Linked DNA regions of Sus scrofa: region 1 is linked to region 2. A link is a contact called in public Hi-C data. All regions are on one chromosome and are shown on one strand. Each heading gives the region's core, a stretch centred on a gene start, on an enhancer-like site or on the middle of the called end of the contact. The rest is flanking DNA. Distances are from core to core; before and after follow the strand shown. Region 1 holds the start of ACSS2 (acyl-CoA synthetase short-chain family member 2). Region 2 holds the start of DYNLRB1 (dynein light chain roadblock-type 1).

The links. A called contact is a pair of places that touch in the nucleus more often than the background predicts.
Region 1: a Hi-C map of liver shows a contact between it and region 2, with 2.2 times the contacts expected there. The contact joins the promoter of ACSS2 here to the promoter of DYNLRB1 in region 2. A contact is called at or near these places in 1 of 47 Hi-C or Micro-C datasets (liver) and 1 of 2 datasets of contacts at active chromatin or transcription factors (alveolar macrophages).

What each region holds. Positions count from the first base shown.
Region 1 is chr17:38,258,985-38,264,295 of Sscrofa11.1, forward strand. ACSS2 (acyl-CoA synthetase short-chain family member 2) reads left to right here and starts at 1,304. Exons shown (of 18, transcript NM_001143695.1): 1 at 1,304-1,532. The coding sequence starts at 1,355.
Region 2 is chr17:37,921,130-37,926,370 of Sscrofa11.1, forward strand. DYNLRB1 (dynein light chain roadblock-type 1) reads left to right here and starts at 2,343. Exons shown (of 4, transcript NM_001190180.1): 1 at 2,343-2,384. The coding sequence starts at 2,382.

The sequences.
Region 1 (5,311 bases), core at 54-2,553, 340 kb after region 2:
TCCTCCCAGTGGGGTCCATGTCCATTCCTTGAGGTCTGTATCCCTTCAGGGAGCCTTGAAACCCTTCCCTCAGGATTAGGTAGCTCTGGATCATAGGTCTGACCATGGGGGTGGGGGGCAGTGTTTGTTTTTCCATTTGGGTTGTGTTGGGCTTGAGTTGAGCTAATTAAAGAACAAGGGAGCAGGTGGGAAGAGAGGCTGAGCCAGATGGGGTCCTGTGTAGGCTTCAGGAAGTGGGGAGTGCCTGCTTTGAGCCTCTGAATCATTCTTGGAATTAGATATTTAAGGATTTTTTCTGCCTTTACAGCCATTCTGTGAACCAATGGGTGGTGTGAGCCCTTCTTAGTGGTGAGTACAGGTGGGAGATGAGGGTCCTGGTTGGCCTCTCCTTTCTGGAGTGGAAGGGCTAGAGGGAAGTCAGAGGTATTTGAGCCCAGGTGGGGCAAGGGAGACGTCTCTTGGTGAAGAGACCGGGAAGGAAAGAAGGGGAAGGAAAGTGAGTGATTCCTTCTGTTTACATACACTTTGTCATTTCACAAGCCACAGCTTCAGCCAAATGAGGCTGGTAAAAAGACCTGGAGTCAGGACCTAGGTTTGGCTCTAACATGTCGTCGTTTTCTCTGTGACCTTGTACAAAGTCCTCCCTTTACCTAAGTTTACCATTTATGTAATGGGGAGATGGGTTTATTAGCAGAGACCTGAAGGCACCTCCTAGTCTTCACTCAGTTTTTTGGATGGAAGTTTGCGCAATCAGGGAAAGTAAAGACCTATCCTCGGGGGTGGGAGAAAATTGGAGTTTACTTAGTGTAGGGGATAGTTCCCCCAGAGGAAAGGTGTCACCCAGAAAGGACACCTCTTGACTTTTCAACTCTGTGGGGTGACAGGCTGTGCGATCAGACCACTGGGCGGCTCAGCTCTTTAGCCCAGCTCTTTCCCGCTGAGTCCCGCCCTAACACAAATCTACATCTGTAACTCCAAGATCCCACCCAACCCTGGTCACTCCATGGTCCAGCCTCCTCTCCTGTCACATCCAGCCTCGCCACTCCCCCTCACTCCATGGGCCCACCCTCTCTCCTGTCACGCCCGGCCCCACCCCTTCCGTAAGTCAGCTCCGCCCCAAACCCCTAGCAAAGTTCCACTTGCCCTCCTGGGTTTCTTTGCTAGCCCTGGTCCCACCCCCACCAGGCCCGGCTCCGCTCTCCCGGACGCCCAACAACCAGGACAGGCCTAAGCCACGCCTCTGCCGTCAAGCCCCTCCCCTTCCTTAAGGCCCCGCCCTTCGGTCTGCTTGTTTTCCCCGCCTGAGCGCTGGAGGCAACAGCTAAGGCGGGTTCTGTGCAAGGAACTTGAGGCAATGGGGCTTCCTGAAGAGCGGGGCCGGAGCGGCCGCGGGAGCAGGGCCCGGGAGGAGGCTGGAGCCCGGAGCTGGGCTCGGAGTTGGTCTCCACCGCCCGAGATCATCCGTTGCGCGCACGTCCCTTCGCAGCAGCGTTACGCAGAGCTGCACCGGCTCTCTGTGGAGAACCCGCAAGGTGAGGCCCAGCTCCGGCGGGCCTGAGGGACGTCAGGGAGGAGAGAAGTGGGGGTGCACAGGGGAGTGAGGAGTTGGGGGCGTTCTGTGCGGAAATGGGGTTCCGTGGAGAGATGAGGGGTTTTGGGGGGAGCTGGGGTTCCCTCGGAAAGTTGAGGGATCCGTGAGCAGATAGCGGTTCTTTGAGGACATGGAAAAGGGGTTCCAGGAGGAGAGGGGAGTTCTCTGAGAAGGAGAGTTCTGTAGGAAATAAGGATTCCCTAAGGTCTGGGGAGTTCCTTGGCGACTTGGGGGTCTCGTGAGGAGGTGAGGAGAGTAAAAGTGTCCTGGAGAGAGTTTCTCAGGTGAACAGACAGGTTCTTAGAGGCGCCTTGAGGGCAGGCTGGCCACGGGAGAACTTTCTCCGCACCCTTTCACGCCGGTCCCACCATTGCCTCCTGACACCTTTCACCTGTTAGTCCCACTGCAGAAGGGCAGTAACCGGGCTGGGTCCCATCCTGGGGTCCTCAGATGAGTAGTGGAGTCCCAGATCTATTTTTAGTATTTCAGAAATCCCAATGGAAACTACAATATAAGACTGAACAAGTCACTAAAATGTCTTTTAAAATAACTGGGGCTGGGATCGTAATCACTCAGAGTTTTGGATAGTTCTATGTCTTTGGGAATATGTAAGTAAAATTCTCGGTCTTTGCGGTCAAGCTAGGTAAGGAGTCACAAGTATAGCTGAGTTGGGAGCTGCATGATGTTGGCAGTGGGGCAAGAGTGAGCCACTGTATCAATCCCAGAAAAATCTGGATTTAGATCCTGGCTCTGCCACTCATTTACTGTGTGGTCTTCTGGAGATTTAAAAACCTGTCTGAAATTCTTTATCTATAAGAGAGGGGTAGTAATAACTGCCTCGTGGGTTGTTTCAGGGCAAAAGTGAGTACTAAGTAAAGTGTGCATTATAGAGTGCCTGAGGCACAGTAAGCGCAGGTTGTTTGAAGGCTAAAGTGAGTACAAAGTGTGCATTGTAGAGTGCCCGATGCACAGCAATATCTAAATAGCGCTAAGGAGGAGCTCCGGTTGTGACGCCGCGGAACCGGACCCAACTAGTATCCATGAGGATGAGGGTTCCATCCCTGGCCTTGCTCGGTGGGTTGGGGATCCTGTGTTGCTGTGCCTGTGGTGTAGGCCGGCAGCTGTAGCTTCAATTCGACCCTAGCCTGGGAACTTCCATTTGCTGCAGGTACAACCTTAAAAAGCGCGCAAGCACACACACACACACACACACACACACACACACACACACACACACACACACACACACACACACACACACACACACACACACACACACACACACACACACACACACACACACACACACACACACACACACACACACACACACACACACACACACACACACACACACACACGGCGGTTAGTTTGATAACAGTAAGAATGTGGATGAAGCAATTACCGAGTAATGCAAGATAAGACTGAAGTGCAGCAGTTGATTGCTGCAGGCAGTGTCCGAGTTTGAATCTTCGCACCTTTTTTTTTCTTCAGGTGTTCATGTAGATATTTATTGACTACATTTGCCTACATAGAGACCATCTTACTACTTATTAATTTATACCTCACCCTAGAAAAAAATTACACTTAAAAGAGTTGGTTGGTAATTCTTTCCTCGCCAAAGTTTGTAGTCTTTACAAAAGAATTCACAATAGGCTTCCTTTACTGGGGAAATGAGCCAATATCTTTTTTTTTTTTTTTCTTTTTTCAGCTACACCTGAGCATATGGAAGTTCCCCACCCAGGGATCAAATCTGAGCCTCAGCTGTGACCTGTGCCGCAGCTCTGGCAACATGGGTTCCTCAACCCACTGCACCATGCAGGAACTGCTAAATATCTTTAAATAAAAACACAATACATGAAGCTTTTATAAAACACACCTACAGCACACACCTGTATCTACCAACAATCCTAGGATTCTGACTTCTTGGGATAATACCATGTTTTTGTTGGGATTCTCTTGGAATAAATATAAAGACCAATTAATATATTGCCCCTATAATAATATCAAATCTTCATTTTTCCAATGGAGACTTCCTGGTTAGCTCTCAGAAAGTGATCTAATCTATAGTCTCACTTCCTAATCTAGAATCACTTTCAGGTCAGATGTTCCTCAGCTTGTTTGTTTCTTTCTTTCTTTTAAATTTTTGTTGATTCACAATGTTGTGTTTCAGGTGTACATCAAAGTGATTCAGTTATACACATATATACATATATATTCGTTTCAGATTCTTTTCTTTTATAGGTTATTACAAAATATTTAGTATAATTTCCTGTGCCACAGTGGACTCTTTTTGGTTATCTATTTTATATATAGTGGTGTGTATATGTTCATCTCAAACTCCTAATTTCTTTCTTTCCTCCCCCCTCAGTCTTCCCTTCATTTCTGATCTCTCTCTATATTTTCTCCTGTCATGAGTTCATCTATTTCCCAGAGGTGAGCTAATTTTTTTTAAATTAAGTTCCCTGTGTACAACATTATATTTCTACTTCTGTATACACTATTTTTGGTGTGATCACCACCAAAAATTTAGTTTCCATCCATCACCACACAGTTGACCCCCTTTACTCATTTCACCCCCCCCCATTTCCCCTCTGGTAACCACTAATGAGTTCTCTGTATCTACATATTTGTTTTTGTTGTGTTTGATTTGTTCATTATTTTATTTTGATCATTTTGCCATTACTAGGGCCCCTCCCACAGCATATGGAGGTTCCCAGGCTAGGGGTCTAATCTGAGCTGTAGCCGCCGGCCTACACCAGAGCCACAGCAACGCGGGATCCGAGTCGCATCTGCAACCTACACCATAGCTCACAGCAACGCTGGATCCTTAACCCACTGAACAAGACCAGGGATCGAACCCGAAACCTCATGGTTCCTAGTCGGATTCATTAACCACTGCGCCACGACGGGAACTCCTATTTTGTTTGTTTTTTATATTCCACATATGAGTGAACTTGACCTTTTGACCTTGTCTGACTATCTGAAATGGTAAGATTTTTTTTTTTTTGTCTTTTTTTTTTGTTGTTGTTGTTGTTGTTGCTATTTCTTGGGCCCCTCCCACAGCATATGGAGGTTCCCAGGCTAGGGGTCTAATCTGAGCTGTAGCCGCCGGCCTACACCAGAGCCACAGCAACGTGGGATCCGAGTCGCATCTGCAACCTACACCACAGCTCACGGCAACGCCAGATCGTCAACCCACTGAGCAAGGGCAGGGACCGAACCCGCAACCTCATGGTTCCTAGTCGGATTCGTTAACCACTGCGCCACGACGGGAACTCCAGATTTCATTTTTTATAGTTAATATTCATATATCCATATATACAAATACATATCTATTGATAGTACATCTTTATCACTTATCTATCAATGGACACTTAGGTTCCTTCTGTATCTTGGCTATTTAGTGTAAATAATACTGTAATGAACATAGGCGTGCATATATTTTTCAAAATAGTGTTTCTGTTTACTTCAGAAAAATACCCAGACGTTGAATTGCTTGATTGTGTATTAGTTATTCATATTTTTTTGAGGAATCATCATACTCCAAACTTGCTGCACCAGTGTACATTCACAGCAGCAATGTATGAGGGTTTCTTTCTCTCTACATTCCCTTCGTCATGCCTTTTTTATAATAGCCATTCAGATGTGTGTGAGGTGATATCTCATTGTGGGTTTATTTGTTTATTTACAGTCACACCTGCAGCATATGGAAGTTCC
Region 2 (5,241 bases), core at 1,093-3,592:
ACTTCTCTCAGAGCTGCCCCATTGCCACAGCCCACATTCTTCATCCCTACCCTGGTTTGCTGTAGCAATCTCTTGTCATTGCTTCCATTCTCTCCAGTCCACCTGTGCTACCTTAGAATGCCCGTTGGAAGACTTCAGTCTCATGGTTCTCCCCTCTTAAAATTTTACAAGTTTCCTCCATTGCCACAGAATAAACTCTAATTAAAGCTCATAAGCCTGTCCACTCAAGGCCCTAACTATTTCCAAATCAGTCATGAACCCATGGATCATTGGCCATTCTCTTTTTTGCTTTTGTGACTGTGATGTTCAATTCATTCACCCCTCTCAGTACAGTTCTCTATATGTAAGATTGTGGTAATGATCCTTCTGTGCTTTTCTTCCAGGATTTTTTTTTTTTGCTTTTTGCTTTTTAGGGCTGCACCTGCAGCATATGGACCTTCCCAGACTAGGGGTCGAATCGGAGCTACAGCTGCTGATCTCCACAGCCACAACTAAACAGGATCTGAGCCGCATCTGCAACCTACACCACAGCTCCCGGCCATGCTGTATCCTTAACCCACTGAACGAGGCCAGGGATTGAACCCACAACCTAATGGGTCCTAGTCAGATTCATTTCCGCTGTGCCTCTTACAGGATATTACAGGATATTTTGAGGTCCAGTTACTACAGCCCTTCTTCCCCTTGCAAAATGTTTGTCGAATGTTTCCAGAGTTCAATAATCACTTCTTTGTGTCTTAATACTTTTTTTAAAACTTTGAAATAATTTGACTTACAGAGCTGTTGCAAATATAGTATGGAGAACTCCTCCTGCACACTCTTCATCCAGCTTTCCCCAATGTTAACATCTCATATAAGTTGACATCTGTAAAATAATGCTAAACTAAAACCTTTTTACAGATTTCACTAGTTTTTCCACCAATGTCCCTTTTCTCAGTCTCTTTCAATCTGTGACAGTTCTCATTCATTCCTTGTCTTTCCAGACTTTGACTTTTTTTTTTTTTTTTTGGGTCTTTTTGTCTTTTTCCCATTTTCTTGGGCCGCTCTCGCGGCATATGGAGGTTCCCAGGCTAGGGGTCCAATTGGAGCTGTAACCACCAGCCTATGCCAGAGCCACAACAACGATGGATCCGAGCCGCGTCTGCAACCTACACCACAGCTCATGGCAACGCTGGATTGTTAACCCACTGAGCAACCTCATGGTTCCTAGTCGGATTCGTTAACCACTGCGCCACGACGGGAACTCCAGTTCTTTTTGTGTGTGTGTGTGTGTGACTTTGACATTTTTTGAAGAGTATTGGTTGGGTACCTTATAGAGTCCCTCAAGTTTGGTTTAATGTTTTCTCATGGTTAAGGCCATGGATTTTTGTGAAAAACACCACAGATGTAAAGTGCCCTTTGCAAGATTATCAGAGGGCACATATTAGTATATCCCATAACCAGTTATGTTAACCTTGATCCTCTGGTTATGATGGTGTCTCCCAAGTTTCTTCACCATAAAGTCACTATTCAATCTTCTTAACATGCAGACGCCCCTGGAAGGAAAACCAAATCCTTACTCAACTGAACGAGGCGACAGTGGAATGAAAGTTTGGAGCTTGAATTCAGCAAGCTCCAGTGCCTCCAAGAAACTTTAAGCTGAGGCTACAGGAGATAGAGTGGGTGTAAGCCCAGTAACATAGCACAAGGTTCACTAAATGGCAGTTGTCTTAGCAAATTATTTCCTGCTAGAGAACCCAGAATTTTTTTGTGTGGAAAACTTAACATAGGGCTCTAGGAAGAAGGGTCCCCCTTTTAAAGGTGAGCAAATGAGGGACTACAGAAATTTGAAGTGGCTTCTCTAAGGCAACACAAGGGCGGCCCTGAGCTAGAGGTTCTAAGACTAAAAGACTCCCAGGCTAGCCCCGACCACTTTACCTCAGTGCCCTCATGGAATCCGGGGGAGTCGCTCACGAGACCCTATGGATTCTTGGCTCCAGTTCGAATTTCGGACTTTTTAGCGCATTTTGGCTCGGAGCCTCGCCTTGCCTCAATTCGGGAGCAAAGTGGATATCAGCAACACCCACTCCTTCAGAGTCTCTCCCCACCCTACACCCAGGACCTCCAGAGCTAGCTCAGGCCTCGGTTAAGTGTTGAAAGCCTCTTCCAACAAAGCCAACTTGCCTCTTTTCGGCATAGCTGGAGCTGGGAATTTTCCATAGCTGGATTGCTACTTTGCTGTTCGCGGACAGCACTGGGCCAATTCCCCAGGATCCGCCTACCCGCCTGCTGGCTCCTGATAGGCTACCGAGCCTGTCCGCTTTGACAGGAGCTGTGCGCAGGCGCAGAGAAGCTCCGGGACTGGGCTGAAGGCCGGCGACGAGGAGCTACAGGATCGGTCCGAGATGGTGAGTATCTGCTGGGAGCTTGTGGCCAGCGGCCGGGAGGTGGCCAACCACGACCTCCCACCACCCTCAGCCCAGAGGTCCATCCTCCCGGGCGGCATCCGCGGGGCTGGGCGCGCCGGACCGAAGCAGTCTGGAGGGCGGAACCGGGGCGGCGCGGGCCTCCTGACTCGGACCGAGGGGGCCGAGGCGGGGCCACCGGATCCAGTGGTCCCTTGACCGGAAGTAGTTGCTGGTGCCACGGGGAAGGATTGACGGAGCTGGGCACACGGGCCCCTGCATCCTAGCAACCTTGGCCTTGTTGAGCTATAACAACAATAGTGATTATATTTTCTAGAAACTTAATTCGTGCCAGACACTGCTATACGCTTTACATACCCTGGCCTGCCTCCTCACCGTAGCTCTGTGAAGTAGGTACGACCATTATCCCTGTATTACACACTCGGGATGTAAAACCCGGTGAAACTAAGTGCCCTGCCCCAGTAAATGACGGAGATGGACTTGAACCCTAGACACTTGACTGCTGCCTTTCTGTGTGATTCTTTCGAGCCGTTGAGAAATGGTGCATGAGTCAGAAACGAGCGGGATCCACCCTTGTGGTTCCTGCCTTGCTGACTGGAACTGTGGGCTCTTTATGCCTTTACAGGTTTGGTTTCTTGTGTTTTTAATCCTCCCAACTTGTAAAAAACAAAACAAAACAAAAAAAACAACAACTTGGAAAGAGCTTTTGAACGTTAAACCATGTGAATGGTTTTAAAAAATCGTATTTAAGAATTTAAAGCCTAAAAGAAAAATTGAAAGGGAATAAGAAACAGTACCATACCTGGAGGTAACGACTTATAATTAGGCAGATTACTTGTTTTGTTTTCGTCAGTTTTTGCTTTATATAGTTTAGCTGTATGTAGAATAGATACAGCTATTTATAGTTTATAGTTAGCTAGTTTATAGACTAGATGAGGTAACTTTATCATTCATATCACTTTTTAAACTGTAAAAGAAATTGACTTTTAGCAGATAATAACTGCACACAGTAAAAACAAAAAAGCATCTGAAAGGATCTAAGTGAAAATAAATCTTCCACCAAACCTTGATACCCAGCTTCAATCTCCTTTAGAAACATTAGTTCCTTTTATATGTATACCAGCATGTATATATGTCCTGTCTTTTTCTTACACTAATAGTAGCTTCCTGCAACTTCTACCATGCTATTGTGTGCTTCTACTCATGAAAGCAAAATATATTTAGATGCACATTTCAACAAATTGAAGCAGTACCAAAGTTTGTAACGTAGAAAGTATATGTAGTTCCCACCTCACTCCTCTCTGGTAATGACAGTTGGGTGTGTTTCTTTCCATATTTATTAAGTGCATAAGCATATTTATATATAACCTGTTACATGATATTGGAACATATTTATACATATTAAGTTTACTCTAGGCTATATGGGTAGATAATCTCATTTTGGAACTTACACTCTTCACTAAAAACTATCAGATATTTTTCCATGTCATTATATACAAACGTACTTCATTCTTTTAAAGGAGTGTATTTATCTTCTACTGCAGTATATACATTGAGATGTATTACAGTATTTCACTCCAGACAATGCTACAGTGCTGTTTTTGTCCTTTTTTTTTTTGCCCCACTCATGCTAGTGTTTGTGTAGCGGTAAACAGAAGTGGTACTAATGACGGGCACATTTTAAACATTTTGTAGAAACTGACAGATAGCTCTTTTGGATGGTGATATAAAAGTCATCCATAGGGAGTTCCCGTCGTGGTCCAGAGTTACGAACCTGACTAGTATTCATGAGGATGTGGATTCAATCCCTGGTCTCGTTCAGTGGGTTAAGGATCCAGCATTGCTGTGAGTGGTGGTGTAGGCTGGCATCTGCAGCTCCGATTCGACCTCTAGCCTGGGAATTTACACATTTAGTGTGCGGCCCTAAAAAGAAAAAAAAAAAATCCATAATCACATCCAGTTTTATTCCACCACACAACTGTTTTCATCTTTGTATGCTATGTTCTCCTCGTCTTTGTTTACATATGCATATTTTTTCAAGATATACATTCTAGTTTTTTGTTTCTGTTTGGTTTAATGTCCAGAGACATATAACTTTGTTGCCACATCATCTTTGTATTGAATTATTTTTAATGATTACATGGTAGTCCATGAAATATTTGAACCATAATTTGCCAACCCATTTCCCTATTTGGGTTGCTCCTAATTCTTTGTTAATAAAGATAGCAGTTTAATGAATGTCTCTGTATGTGTAGAGTTTGTTTTCTTTTAAACAAATTTATTAGATGATTTTCTCAGGAGAAATTCTAAGGAAGAGACTCTCTGAGGCCGGGGGACCAACACTTGCAATAGTGTTGTCCAGTAGCTTTCTCAAAAGGTTGCGTTGGAGTTCCAGTCATGACTCAGTGGAAACAATCTGACTAGTAACTATGAGGATGCAGGTTCAATGCCTTGTCTCGATCAGTGGGTCAAGGATCCAGCATTGCCATAAGCTGTGGTGTAGGTCACAGATGTGGCTTGGATTCTACGTTGGTGTGGCTGTGGCGTAGGCCAGTGGCTAGCAGCTCTGATTTGACCCCTAGGCTAGGAACTCCCATATGCCTCTGGTGCAGCCCTAAAAAGACAGAACAACTACAAAAAAAGGTTGCATTGCCTATGTACCAGTTTTGCTGTAATACTGCCAGTGTTCAAAAGATATCTCAGCATTGCTATAATTTTCATGTTTATATGTACAGGGGGAGTTCCCGTCGTGGCGCAGTGGTTAACGAATCCGACGAGGAACCATGAGGTTGCAGGTTCGGTCCCTGGCCTTGCTCAGTGGTTTAACCATCTGGTGTTG